Regions from separate parts of the Mus musculus genome. Here region 2 is linked to region 1. The links are chromatin contacts, called in public ChIA-PET maps. All regions are on one chromosome and are shown on one strand. The core of a region is the stretch at or near the end of the contact, and the rest is flanking DNA. Distances in the headings are between cores, read along the strand shown.

Region 1 (6,732 bases), core at 3,736-6,235:
CCTGTTTCCAGGGCACTTGCTCTCCTTGTAGAAAACATGATTTTTAACGCTCTCTAGTTTCATTGGCATTGTCTGTGGGACCTGAAGTCAGGATTAATGATCTCAAGGTTCTAGAGTTAGACTGCTGCATACAGCATTTTAAGAGTCCCATGGTATTGCCGCTTATGGCCACCACATTGGGCAGCACTGATGTAAAACGTTCCAAAGGTTGTCATAGATCTCAGCTTACCCTCTGCTTGGTACCACCAGCCATTGTCAGCACGGAACCACTTTAAACTGCACTCTGAGCTTGCGGGTTATAACTACACGGGTGTATGCAGGTGAGCTGCAGATCTAAGGGAAGCCTTTCTTGAGACTACTTAGCTGTCAGGGAGATTTTTCTCTCAGAACTTTACATCAGAAGATGCCTATGGATAATAGATCCTGTTCCTTTGCTCAGATGATGAGAGTAACGTTGAAATTACCAGACTGGATTCAGGAAGTCCCTATGTGCTGAACGAACAGCATCCTTTGGTCTTACCTCGAGTGCCGCAGTCTAAAGTGCCGTCTATCACCTCAAGTCCGGTAAGCCCCAGAGCGGATTGTGAGAATCCAGCACTGTTCTTGCCACAGGAAGCTTGCTTGGGTGTTTGCCTTGGTTGCCTTATTTCTAGCCAGAAATTTCATAACAACATACTTATTTGAGAGAGGGTTTCATTGTGTAGCCCATCCTTGAACTCACAATCCCCCTGCCTCAGCTTCTCAAGTGCTGGGATTAGAAGTGGTTACTGCTAGTTTTTGAGAGAAAGAAGGAAAAAATATTTAAGACAAAAGAGGTGACATTAGAACAACTGGAATTTAGGTTATTAAATAGGCCATGGGGAGACATGCACCTTGAACTTCTGGCTACTGTCAGATGGCTGGTACAGGAAGATTACCTGAGCCATCGCTTCAAGCCAGCCTGTGCAACACAGAGAGACACTGTCATAAAAATTTAAAAATACAAAAGCAAAAAAGCCCAACCAACCAACCAAAAAGAGAGAGAGAGAGAGAGAGAGAGAGAGAGAGAGAGAAAGAGAGAGAAAGAGAAAGAAAACTCAGAAAGAACAGTGACTGGAACCAGTGCTCCAGGCTAGTTAAAAGTAAGTAAGAGTTCAGGACATGCGCAGATAAAAAAGACCATTACTTTGCACTTATTTTTTTTTTTTTTTTTTTGGTTTTGCGAGACAGGGTTTCTCTGTGTAGCCCTGGCTGTCCTGGAACTCACTTTGTAGACCAGGCTAGCCTCGAACTCAGAAATCCGCCTGCCTCTGGCACTTATTTTTTCTATTGTTCCAAATTTTGCTTGTGATTTACTATTCAGGTTTTCTTTTCCCTTGTAAGCAATAATAATGTTCCTCTCTCCCCTGAGAGTGACCATTAAGTGCTCTCATCTGAATTGATGAGCTTTCACTTAGAAATACAGAACAACAAAGAACCCTGTTCTCTTGACAGTGCCCTCTGGGGGCTACTGGCCAACTCTTCTAAAAGTTAAGGCACAAGGCGGGGGATGGATAAATAACCTAACTGGAAACACTAACTTTGCAAACTTAGCAAATCGAGCAGGTATCTTCACCAACCACTGTCTGCTTTTGACATAGATGAGTTTCTGTCAAGCAAGCGGTCATCAGCCAAACGTGAGTGGCCTCTTGATTCATGGGATGCCTCTACAGCCAAGGAATCTCTCCCTGATGGACAAGCTCCTGTAAGAAGCTCAAGTTGGAACACATTCAGAGCTTAAGTAGAATGCTGAGGAAAAGGGAAAGCAGCTCGGTTATCTCTGCGCCGCCAAGTGCCAGACACATCCAGGGAGAACACATTTAAGGGGCAAGGTCTCTCTGCCTGAGAACTGGTAACTGGGTACCCGACCTGTCCTCATACAGCCTCGTGTGGCTAAGAGTCACGTGAGAGCTGCCCGGATGGAGTGCTGTGTAGTCCCAAAGGAGAAGACTCTCTGATGAGTCTGTGTCTAGGGATTCAGATGATCAAGAGTTGGAGATGGGAATTATTAAATACTTAGGAAGAAGCAGACCGTTTTGGTTTAGAAGTGTAAGATGTCAGAACTTAAGTGCTTGGTGGCCAGAGGGATCGCTTAGTGACTATAGGTGCCCACTACCAAGCCTGACAACCTGAGTTTGGTTCTGGGGACCTACATGATGGAAGGAAACTGGCTTTCAAAGAAGTATTCTCCGACCACACACACACACTGACATGTGCATGCCCACACACAGAAAAGGAATTTTTTGTGGGGGCGGGGGAGAGACTGTTTCTCTATGTAGCTTTGGCTGTCCTGGAACTCACTCTATAGACTAGGATGGCCTCTACTCAGATCCACCTGTTTCTGCCTCCTGAGTTGTAGAATTAAAGGCATACACCAACACATCTGGCTCACAAAAAAGTAATTTTTTTAGAACTTCAATGCTTCCAATCAAAGATCATCGACAATATTGTTAGATTATTATTTATGAATAAATGTGATCAGCTGTGAATGTCACATTGGTACTTGTCCATGTGTTGTACATGACCACTGTAATTGGGCATCATAATTTACGCTGTGTTCACTAGGTTACCTCTGGGTTGGGTTTACTATGCAGAAAGGCACTATATGTATTTTGCATAGGTCATTTTTGAGGACATATAGTCATATTTCTCTTGAGTCAATACCTAGAAGCAAGAAGATGCCAAACAGGTGTGTGCTTAATATTTGAGAAACTGCCAAAGTACCCAACAGTCTCACCAGCAAAGCTAGCTTCATCTGGGGACCATGCATTAGGGGCTGAGGCAGACTCCAGTCAGAAGGAACGGAGAGTAAGGAACACACCAGAACTCAGGCAAGAGCTGTGGGGTCTGCAGTCAGCACTAGTGCAGGATCACAGCGGAGCTCGTGATCTCTCTCAAGCATTCCATCCCCACCATTCAAAGGAGGACGAAGGACGGGGAATAGCAGATAATGTAGCAACAGGAATCAAAGTAAAAACATGAATTCCAAGCTCAGGACATTTGTTTTATGGGAAATATGAGTTTCTTTTGGGTTCTGTTTTGAGTAATGGGCCACCTAGAGAGAATGTGGAAGAGACCAGATTCGGCGACTGACTTAAAGGTCACCTAGCAAGAGATGGCAGTTGAACCCACAGACAGAAGAGGAGGCGACAGAGTGGGACATTGATGGAGAGCAGCTACTTCCTGCAGGGATCCACTGCTCTGCTCCTATTGGGCAGCATGTGGCTGGGACCTTTTGATTGTTCCCAGCTTCAAGGCTCCAGACTAAACTGTAATTAGGTTCCAATGAGCCAGCAGTTTAGACGTTTCTCTTATCTGTGTGTTTAAATGGTTTGTTTCCACCATGTGTGCAGTGTCCACAGAACTCAGAGGAGGGTTTTGGATCCCCGCCAACTTAACTCACTATCCTCAATATGAGAATGAGAGCTACAGTGACGCCTCAGTATCTAACCCTGAAGATACTTTGTCAGCTCAGAAAGTGCTTCCCATCCTGTAGGCCCCTGAGTCAGAAGCACTGAGTCAGCCTTGCCTTTCCTAGAACTGAACAAGTGACTGTGCAAGTGGGTCATGGGCGCTTTCCCAAATCTCCATCCTAGGAAGCTAGAGTTAAAACAGGTCATTGTCATGGACAGACACACTACAATCCATGCACTTGACAGGCCAGCAGAAGGATCTCAAATTCCAGCCTGGCCTAGGCTGTGTAACAAGCCCCCACATCTTAAAAACAGCCTCTCACTCTGAATCTTAGGTAAGCTTCTGGAAGCCAGTTTGCCCTTTTCTTCCCTGAATGTCTCAGGCTCTTTACCCTGAGCCCTGTCTTCTTCTACATAGTGATTTTCATTGTGGGTTTCTGATTTTGCCACTAGAGATCTTGATGACAAGCTACTTACGAGGCCTGGGTCCAGTTCCGTCCTTTCAAACCGAAATTGGCCAAACCGTGCCATGGAGCTTAGTACATCATCTTTGTCATATACAACGCAGTCTGCCAGGAGGCGCAATCCCCCACCACGTACCCTTCATCCGATCAGCACAAGCCACTCACGCGCTGGAACACCATGGCCTGTAGAAGAAATCCTCAGAGGACCCCGGGTGTAGGTTTCAAATGCAGACTCTGGGAACCTGGTAAAGCTAGTGTCAGTAATTGTGAGAATCGTCATAGAACAGGCTTCAGTAGAAGACTAGACTGAGGCTGTGCCCAAAACTAAGACCACGCAGTCATACAGTGTGCTGTCTGCAGGTTTAGTCCAACTCAGAGTTTTACTTAAGTTTTGGTGAAATACAAAACTGGATGAGATTATTCTGTTGATACAGCTGAAGAGTTATATTTGTGAAATTTAAGAGAGAAAGGGAAAAATCCCTCTTTGCTGCCCCTATTCTGAAAATCTGGGTGGCTTCAAGCCTCCTGAGCACACTGACTTTACTAAGTTTCTCATCACTTTGTGTTGTTACAACTTTACTTTTGCATATCGGTTTTGCTGCTGGGATCTTCAGTCCAGTGACAGCAGACACACTGTCTTCTCCCTCTCCAATGACCTTGGGTCGGAACAATCTGCTGCCACCTATTGGAACAGTTGAAGTAGAACACCTGAGCGCCATGGGGCCACAGCGGCCAACAGTAAGCCTTTCACCCCGCCTTCCCGGGCTTACTCTGAGCTCTCACCAGCAGTAGTTCTGTAGGACTTACCTTGAACCACACTCTCCTCTGACAAAAACAAACCGGGTTCTAGGCCATGGCAGCGAAGTTGGAGCTGCTTAGGAGTGGGTACCACAGCAGCTGATGTTGGGCCAGGGTTACTATGGAACAGGTGCAGCTCCCAGGACACAGCTGTTTCTGTGACTTTCGTCTCCTCTGCAGAAATCCCATGGTGACTCCAGCCGAGCCCGAAGTGCAGTGGTAGACGAGCCTAACCAGCAGCCCCAAGAGAGGCTCCTTTTGCCTGTCTTCTCTAGACCCAACACAACTCAGTCGTTTCTGGTAAAGTGCTTCCTGTTTATCTGGTTTGGAGGGGTTGACACAGTGTCTCAGACAGCCCATGCTGCTCTTGAACTCCTAATCCTGCCTCAAGCTCCTATTTGTCTTTGATAATTTGGGAAAGAAGGGGGGGGGTATGTTTGGCAAACTTAGGACTTATCTAGTGGCTTGATTAACTCAAATAGTTGGATGTTCTAATGATAAAATACCATTCTAGGTATATCTTCCTAAAATTCTAAGTGGTGCCCTGCCTCATTCTTTTGGTGGTAAAATGCCCTACTTATAAAATAAAAATCTCAGCAGCATACTCTGAACATAAGCACACTACAAGCACCACTGCCCCCTGCTCTACCTGCCTGTGCTGTCCTCCCTGCTCCTGTACACTTTACACAGTAAAGTGGGGTCAGGTGGAGGACTCGGAGTGTGAGCTGAGTTGACCCTCTTTCTGATGGCTGTGTTAAATGCTGACGCTTGCCTTCTCAATTGTCGTGCACTTACAAGCCCTTTTACTTTTAAGGAAGTACTTGAAAAATTCCTGAGGACTGGGGCCATGTGACCTTGCACACCTGTAGGTCAGTACGTGGTTCCTACCTCATCTGCTTTGTGGCAAGAGGGCTTGCCAAGCACAGGGAAATGATTGAGCTCACACCGAGTGCTTAGCCAGGGATTCTGTGTCCTGCTCCAGTTTGCAGAATGGCAACATCTGTAGCTCATGTACCCAACCTGACCCTTGGACCATCTACTAACAGTGGTGGGAGCTTGTATTTCTATGTTTTACAGGGTTCCCACAACAAATGACCACAACGTGGGCAGCCAAAACAACAGAAATGTATCACTCTTACAGTAACAGAAACTGGGAGCTCTCTGTAAGCTTTAGCGAACCTTTCTTGCCTCTCTAAAGCTTCTGTGGTTGCCTGCAATGCTTGGGCAGCCTAGCCTAATAGATAAACCCCAGATCTCAGTGAGAAACCCTGTTGCCAAAACAAGGTGGGCAGCTCCTGAGAACCACACCAAAGGTGGGACCCTGCCATGTGCACTCGTGTGGGCACACACTCACACTGCTCATAGGCACAAAGAGGAAGTAATTTTAAAAACAGTTGGGGTTAGAGAGCTAGCTCAGTGGTTAAGACATTTGGGGTTAGAGCTAGCTAAATGGTTAAAAAATTGTGTTTTCGATTCTCAGCACCCACATGGCAGCTCACAATGTAACTTCCTGGTGATACATGCAGTCAACATGTTTATTACAATAAAATAAAAATGAAAAGATAGCAGCCATTGAATTTATAGTCCACTCTAAAACAGTAGTTCACCTTGATTACTCATGCGAAGAAATGGGTTTCCAAAAATAGTCACATTCACAAGTTCCAAGATGATGTGAGTTTTGAAGGGCACTATTCAACTCAGAATTTCCTGACGCTTGAGTTAGGCGGAAAGGCACAGAAAAAGCCAAAAGAGAAACGAAGCCCTGGCCCATAGGTTCACTGTAAATCCTGGAAGCCTAAGAGCATCTGAACGGTCTCATAATTAGAGTCAGAACATTTGTTAAGCCGTGTTTATGTTCTATATGTTCTTTCCTTTCAAAATTTAATTTTAGTTGCCTTAGGAATAAAACTGAACATATGAAAACACTTCAAAGTCTCTTTAAAAAATAAGTTTATTATAACAGTAAAAATTGCCTGCCTTAGCATCATTTTCCCCATGTCCTACCATAAAGATTAAGTAGCAGCTCGATATAACTGAAA
Region 2 (6,655 bases), core at 2,905-5,404, 100 kb after region 1:
GTTCTGGGGATCAAATTCACAATGTCAGGCTTGGGAACACACACATTGTTAGTTGTTCGTTTACCTATTTGACACAAGCGAGAATCAGCTGAGAAGAGGGAACCTCGCTTGAGAAAATGCACCCATCAGACTGGTCTCTAGGCAAACCTACTGGGCATTTCCTTGATTGGTGACTGAGGTGGGAGGGTCACCATGGGCAGTGCCATCCGTGGGCAGGTGGTACTGGGTTGTGGGAAAAAGCAAACTGAGCAAGCCAGGAGGAACAAGAAAAAAAGCAGTGCTTCTCTGGGGTCTCTACTTCAGTTCCTGCTTTCAGGTCCCTTTGTTGAGTTCCTGCCCTGATTTCCCTCATAATGGACTGTCACCTGGAAGTACAAGATGAAATAAACCCATTCCCCTCCAGGTTACTTCTGGTCAAGATCTTCTTTATCACAGCAGTGGAAACCAAGCTAGGACATACCTTTAGCTCCCGAGCCCTCTCACCAGCCCAAGATTCTGTATTTCTAACAAAACTTCCAAGTTAATGTTGATTATACTTTGGTACCACGGCATTTTGGCATTTCTGGAACTATTTTCTAATTTGCTTAATTTAACATAGTGTGTTTATCCTCAATGTAGACATAAATGACTTCTATTTCTTTCACCTCGAGATAGCAAACAAGTAGAGGTGCAGGTCAGTGGCATAACCCTCGTGTGCAGAGTGCCTGCGTCAGGTACCCAACAGCAAAAGATAACAAATCCATTCAATTCAGTTCTCAGCATAATAAGCAGTAGTCTGGGTGCTGATACACTATTCAGGAAAAAGAATGCATGCAGCCTTTTTGTGTGTCCAATATAAGAGGATGTGATAATAAGTGTGCTATTACAGTGCCCCTTGACATAATCATAGGCACGAAGCTATGATTGGGAATATATAATATCAAAGTTTATAAGTCATTAAGGTAAACAGAGGCTGGAGAAATGGCTCTGTCTGTAGACTGCTTGCCATACACAATAATCTGAGTTCCAAACCCCCAGTGTCCGTGTAAAAAGCCAGGTGTGACAGCACAATATGGAACCCCAGAGCTAGGGGCTGGGAAGACCAGATGGAATCTCCATGGCCAGTCTAAGCAATCAGTGAGAGTGCTAGCTTCCAAGAAAGGCATTGACTCCAAAAATAAGGTGGAGAACAACAGAGAAGGTCATTTAATGTCAGCTTCTGGCTTCTACGATTGTACACACCAGCACACACATATATGCAGAAACATGAATACACACATACCCCCCCCCACACACACACACACTACGACAGTAACATATTAATAAAATTGACTCAGTCTGGTCTCAATTAATTGAAAGCCAAAAACCTGTGCATAAAAAGAGAAAGAAGCTAAATTCTTTCTCTTTTTTCTTCTTCTCTGTTCTTGATTACCATCAGGATTACGTAAGGCAAGCCTGCAGCTTCTAAAGGACTGTCAGAGGGTCAAATGAAAGAGGTCAGGATCAAAAGCGGGAAATCTGAAAGTAATTTGTGAAATAATGCTTAGGGTCACAAAAAGGCTGACTCTGTAGCTCAGAGGTAAGTGGGAGGGAGGGAGGGAGGGAGGGAGAAGGGGAAAGAGGAATCAGGGAGAGAAAGAGATAGGAAGTGAGGGGGAAAGAAAGGAAGAGAGAGGGTAAAGGAGAACACATGTATGCCTCTGGAGAGGGAGAACTGACTGGGGAGGTGACTGTGTAAAGTGCTTGCTACAGAGGTCTGAAGATCTGAATTCAGATCCCCAGAAGCTGGGCAAGCTAGCTCGGATCTCTAATTCCAGCACCTCTGTGGTGAGATGGGAGGTAAAGACCAAGAAATCCCCTTAAGTTTCCAGGCCAGCTAGCCTGGTGTATGGATAGGTAGCCAGAGACCCACACCCAAGACTTTCCTGACCTCCATATGCACATTGTGGCATGTGCACCCAGCCCCACAAACTTGTACACACATGCATGTACACACACAGATAAAAGAGTGAATCACTCCAATGACAAAGTTCTATTTCTACATTTTAACTACTATATTAAATCTTACCTTTAAGGGCCTAGAGGACTTATACCAAGATTTTTAAAACAAAACAAAAATAAATAAAGCAAAGATTATCTAGGTATTAGCATATGAAAAACTGAAACAATTTCAGTGCACCTTGAAGATTATTAAGTACCAGAAATGAAATGCCATTTCCATATAGGTCACAGAAATACCTTCACAAATGCACATTTATATAGGTACTAGGCTATTCATCATAGCATCATCTGTAATAGGAAAAGTAGTTCAAGATAATCTAAACATCACTTAGCGATAAGTGAATCATGAATATTCATAAAGTGAAGCTATAAACTATACACCTTCTAAAAGTCCTTTTAAAAAATCCATTAATAAAACCATCTACCACACGTGGTAAATTAAACAAAGCCAGGTGGAAAACAAGCGTTCTGCTAAAGAAATACACCCATTTTCTTCTCTCAGTAAACAAGCTCACAGGAAGGAGACAGGGAAGCAGAAAAGGGTGCAGCCTGACTGGGAGAGTGCATGCAGGTGTGTGTGGGGTGTGTGTGGGGTGTGGGTGTGTATGTGGGGGGTATAACGACAAAGCAGCTCATTTTTTCATGGCCTTTTAGCCCCTTTAAACATTGCTCATGTGATCACTTCAAAAAGTAGACTTTAAACTTTTTGTAAAAGGCTAACAAACCCTAGGGTGACTCAACAAATTACTCAGCTCTGCTGAAGTTAACAGGACTCTTCTGAGTGAACCAGAGCTTTTGTTTTCCCTTTAACAATGTTACAAACAACCTTTAGAAAAACTTGGAAAATCCAATCTTGGTTCTCCAAACCATCTCCACCCAGTGAGTCAGTTAGTAAAAGGGTGGATCTATGTCAGTCTCTCAACTGGCAAGAGGCCTAAGAAGTTAAGGGTGGGGTTGGGGGTGGGGACCGGTGACAAACTGGGAAGGGAAACAGGAAGTGTGACTTAGGCCAGGCAAGAACAGAAACAGTTTCCCAAAAGCCGCCTCTAGGTTCCGGAAGGGCCATTTAAAGCAATGACTGAGGATAACAGGGAAACAGGGCTTAGTCCTCTGCGTGGGAAGGTAGCCCTCTACTTAACCACGAGGGCTAAAGGGTGGTTTAAGTTTGCGGGAGCAAAATTATTTACTCCACTTGTTTCTAATGATTTCCTGGCCTAAACCGTAGCTCACTACACTTGTACTGTAATTGGGGCAGATTGCTTTATCAGAATGGCTCGCTATCACCTGGCAGCAATTAAGGAATGTAATGGATAACAGTAAAATACCTTTCGTCTTTTCACTTGGTTTAGCCATTCCCCTCTGCATCTTGCTTACCTAGACGGCTGATATGGGTCAAGGACAAGGAAAAAAAAATCTAGATTGTTACTGGAATAGTTTCCAAGAATTTTAAACCGGAGCTTACATATCAGGCTTGTGAATTCTGCCCTAGATGTCATTAAGCACGGCACAAATTCCTCAAGTTCCTCTAAATTTGCTGTGTCACCAAAAAGTCTAGTCACTAGCCAAAGCCAGCTTTCGGAGCTGCTAGTCGGCCTTCTGGCAAGGGGCTTCACCAGGGCCACCATCGGGCCTTAAGTCCGCCACTTGCGGCCCAACTGACCGAAAGCGGGGTACCACTGCTGCCTGGCATCCCACTCTAAGCCTAACAGAGTGATTTACCCACAGACCTTCCCAGTCCTCCAGCACGCAGGGAAAGCATGCCCAACCCACCCCAAACACCCGAAACGCGTCCGAGTCCGCGTCCGCCACCCGGAGGCCCACCTCGTTAGGACACGCGCGGGGCTCTACGACTACGGTTGGAAGACCAGACCAGGGACTGGGAACGAGCTGACTGACCGACGGAAGAACAGCAAGGGGAGGGGGTGCGAGTCCTCACCTGAACGAGAAAGCAGCGTCACACCCTAGCCCGCTTTCCTGCAATATGGAGCCAGAGGGCGTGGCGCATGGGCGGCGCGAGGGTGCTAGCTGCTTGGACCGCCCCCAAGCTCGGGCGGGACGCTGCGCCCCTCAGGTGGCTCAGCTAGTTTTAACACGTGTCTATATCTCAGCGAGGTAAATCTACTCCAGGTGGTGCTACTGTAGAAAGGAACTGCAGCTTTGGGTGGAGCCGCGCAAGTGGGCGGAGCAGAGGGACTCAAAGATAGAGAGCTCCAGGCCTCCGGGGATCCTGAGAACCTAGGTTTGTTTCATGTGACTATAGGGAATTGTGAGTAGACAGAACTGGAGTTGAATTAAACAAAACTAAGCAGGGTTCAAAGTTCTACTGGTCCATTAGTGTTAAACTCACCATATATAGAACTAAGTATTTGAGGCACTTACATGGAAAGAAAACATACACAGAGACATAGTGAAGTGATGAATGGAGGTTACAGGTCAACCAAATGTTCACCTCTTTTTTTTTTTTTTTTTTTTTTTTTTTTTTTTTTTTTTAAGGTTGGTCTTACTGGGACTGATGGGCAGTAAGGCAAGAATGGCTGATCAGTGAGCTCCTGGGATTCACGTATGCATTTTCAGTGATAGAATTACAGGCTGGCATTTGCACCTGACTGAGCCAGCTCTCCACCATGGCTTTCACTTTCACGACAAAATTGTATTTGGGTATGTAAGCCTGAGCATGACTTGTAGGGATTGTTTCCCTTCCTCTACCATGTGATTTTCAGGGATGGAATTCAGGTCATAAGGCTCCACGGTAAACACTTGGGTAAGGCATGGAGACAAATGCCTTCACACCTCAGCACACGCCAATTCCACTATACTACAGTTTTTAAAAAAGTTTATTTGTATAAGATATATTTCTGAGTGTGGGCACATGTGGAGGTCAGAGGACAACTTGGAAGAGGAGACAGTGCTCCCTTTCCACCATGTAGGTTGAGAGAATGCCACTGTGTTTTCCAGGCTTGGCTGCAAGGCCCATTTACCACTGGGCCATCTCACAGGCCCAAGGCACTTTCACTTGATATTTGAAACATAAAATTTAAAATAAGGTAAGCCAGGCAGTGGTGGCGCACACCTTTAATCCCAGCACTTAGGAGGCTGAGGCAGTTGAATTTCTGAATTCGAGGCCAGGCTGGTCTACAGAGTGAGTTCCAGGACAGTCAGGGCTACACAGAGAAATCCTGTCTCAAAAAGCCAAAAAGCCAAAAAAAAAAAAAAAAAAAAAAAAAAAAAATTGAAAGAAGGTAGTTTTTTGTTTTCATTGTTACATCCCAGAAGTAAAAGGTATCCTGGAATCCTCTGGTATTCCTGGAGCCAAGGAATAGCAGAGTCACACCACACATCAAACCTTACAGAATAGACTTGGCAAAGAAGCAGTGAAGAAGTGAGCAGAAAGCAGGCTTTCTATCCGGTGTCTTGGCGGGGAGGTGCAGACCTTTCCAGGGTGGCCAGATCATGAGCTTCTTTTTCTGTAGGGCGGGGCCTGGCCACTCCCACTCTTCTGTTCGAGTAGCCTGTGGGGTGGAGCCTGGCAGCTGGAGGTCTCTAGGTGCTTCATACAAGGGGAGTCTCTGCACATGGCTGCCCAAGTTGGTGTGAAAGCCAACATTTGTGCTACTCGTGTAATATCTAAGAAAACATTGTACAAATTCATGAAGATTTATATATTCTAAGCATTGAAGTTCTTTAGATCTCTGATCCATTTTAAAGTGTTTGAGGCTGGGTCTTCATATAGCTCAAGCTGACCTCAAAACTTGCTGTGCGACCACAGATGAGCTTGAACTGATCCTTCTTCCTCTACCTCCTGAGTGCTGTCGATTTTGTTGACTTTAGCCTTGCTGTGTAGCCAGGACAGCCTCCCAGTTCCTGAGCCTCCTGCCATACCGGCATTTGTACTGGAATTAGAGGCATGTCCCACAACACAGTTTAAACTCACTTTATATGATATGAACTGGAGCTTCAACTTTACTCTTTTGCATGTGGCTATCCAATTGTTCTAGCAAGGTTTGTTGAAAGGTCTATTATTCAGTCTGTTCTACAGAATGAGTTCCAGGACAGCTACACAGAGAAATCCTTTCTCAAAAACAATCAAAAGGAAGGAAGGAAAAAACGTTTATCCCTTTGATCCTTGTCAAAAATCAGATGACTCATAAACAGTAAGGATTTTTTTTTCAACTTTTGCAATGGTCTAAATGTATGTATCTCCTTCAAAATTGATGTTTCTAAGTCTTCGTCTCCAAGATTATGGTATCAGGAAGTAAGGCTGTTGGGAGATGACTAAGCCAAGAGAGCACTACCCTAATGTATGGGCTTATTGCCCTGATTAAAAGTATGACTGGGGGGCTGGTGAGATGGCTCAGTGGGTAAGAGCACCAGACTGCTCTTCCAAAGGTCTGGAGTTCAAATCCCAGCAACCACATGGTGGCTCGCAACCATCCTAACGAGATCTGATTCCCTCTTCTGGAGTGTCTGAAGACAGCTACAGTGTACTTACATATAAATAAATAAATCTTAAAAAAAAAAAAAGTATGACTGGCTACCCTTTTACCGGATGAGGAAAAAAAAAAAGGTTCCGCCTTCTATAAACCAGGAAATGGGTCTTTACCAGATAACAAACCTTCCAATGTCTTGGTTTGTGAAATCCAAGTGTCTGTAACTTAGAGAAGTAAATGTCTTTTCT

Evidence for each region. ChIA-PET counts read pairs in DNA pulled down with a chosen protein or histone mark.
Region 2: an RNA polymerase II ChIA-PET map of memory CD8 T cells shows a contact between it and region 1, with 535 read pairs. The contact joins the promoter of Anxa7 here to the enhancer-like site in region 1. A contact is called at or near these places in 7 of 39 promoter capture datasets (the 3T3-L1 cell line, cranial neural crest, fetal liver and 3 more), 10 of 484 Hi-C or Micro-C datasets (CD8 T cells, LSK cells, Th1 cells and 6 more), 12 of 115 datasets of contacts at active chromatin or transcription factors (CD8 T cells, the SCID.adh cell line, astrocytes and 8 more) and 5 of 9 other capture datasets (adipose tissue, bone marrow-derived macrophages, liver and 2 more).

What each region holds. Positions count from the first base shown.
Region 1 is chr14:20,373,891-20,380,622 of GRCm38.p6, forward strand. It overlaps Fam149b (family with sequence similarity 149, member B), which reads left to right. Exons shown (of 14, transcript NM_001024512.2): 8 at 440-564; 9 at 1,620-1,723; 10 at 3,885-4,109; 11 at 4,510-4,633; 12 at 4,874-4,993. Among named protein-coding and RNA genes, the nearest start is that of Gm30054, 7.9 kb to the left of the region's middle. Within about 2 kb of position 4,986, at least 108 of the 459 cell types and tissues checked have an H3K27ac peak or open chromatin away from gene starts, as enhancers often do. A contact at or near this core is called in CD8 T cells, Th1 cells, double positive thymocytes and 5 more, where this site is marked.
Region 2 is chr14:20,475,979-20,482,633 of GRCm38.p6, forward strand. Anxa7 (annexin A7) reads right to left here and starts at 4,155. Exons shown (of 13, transcript NM_001110794.1): 1 at 3,917-4,155.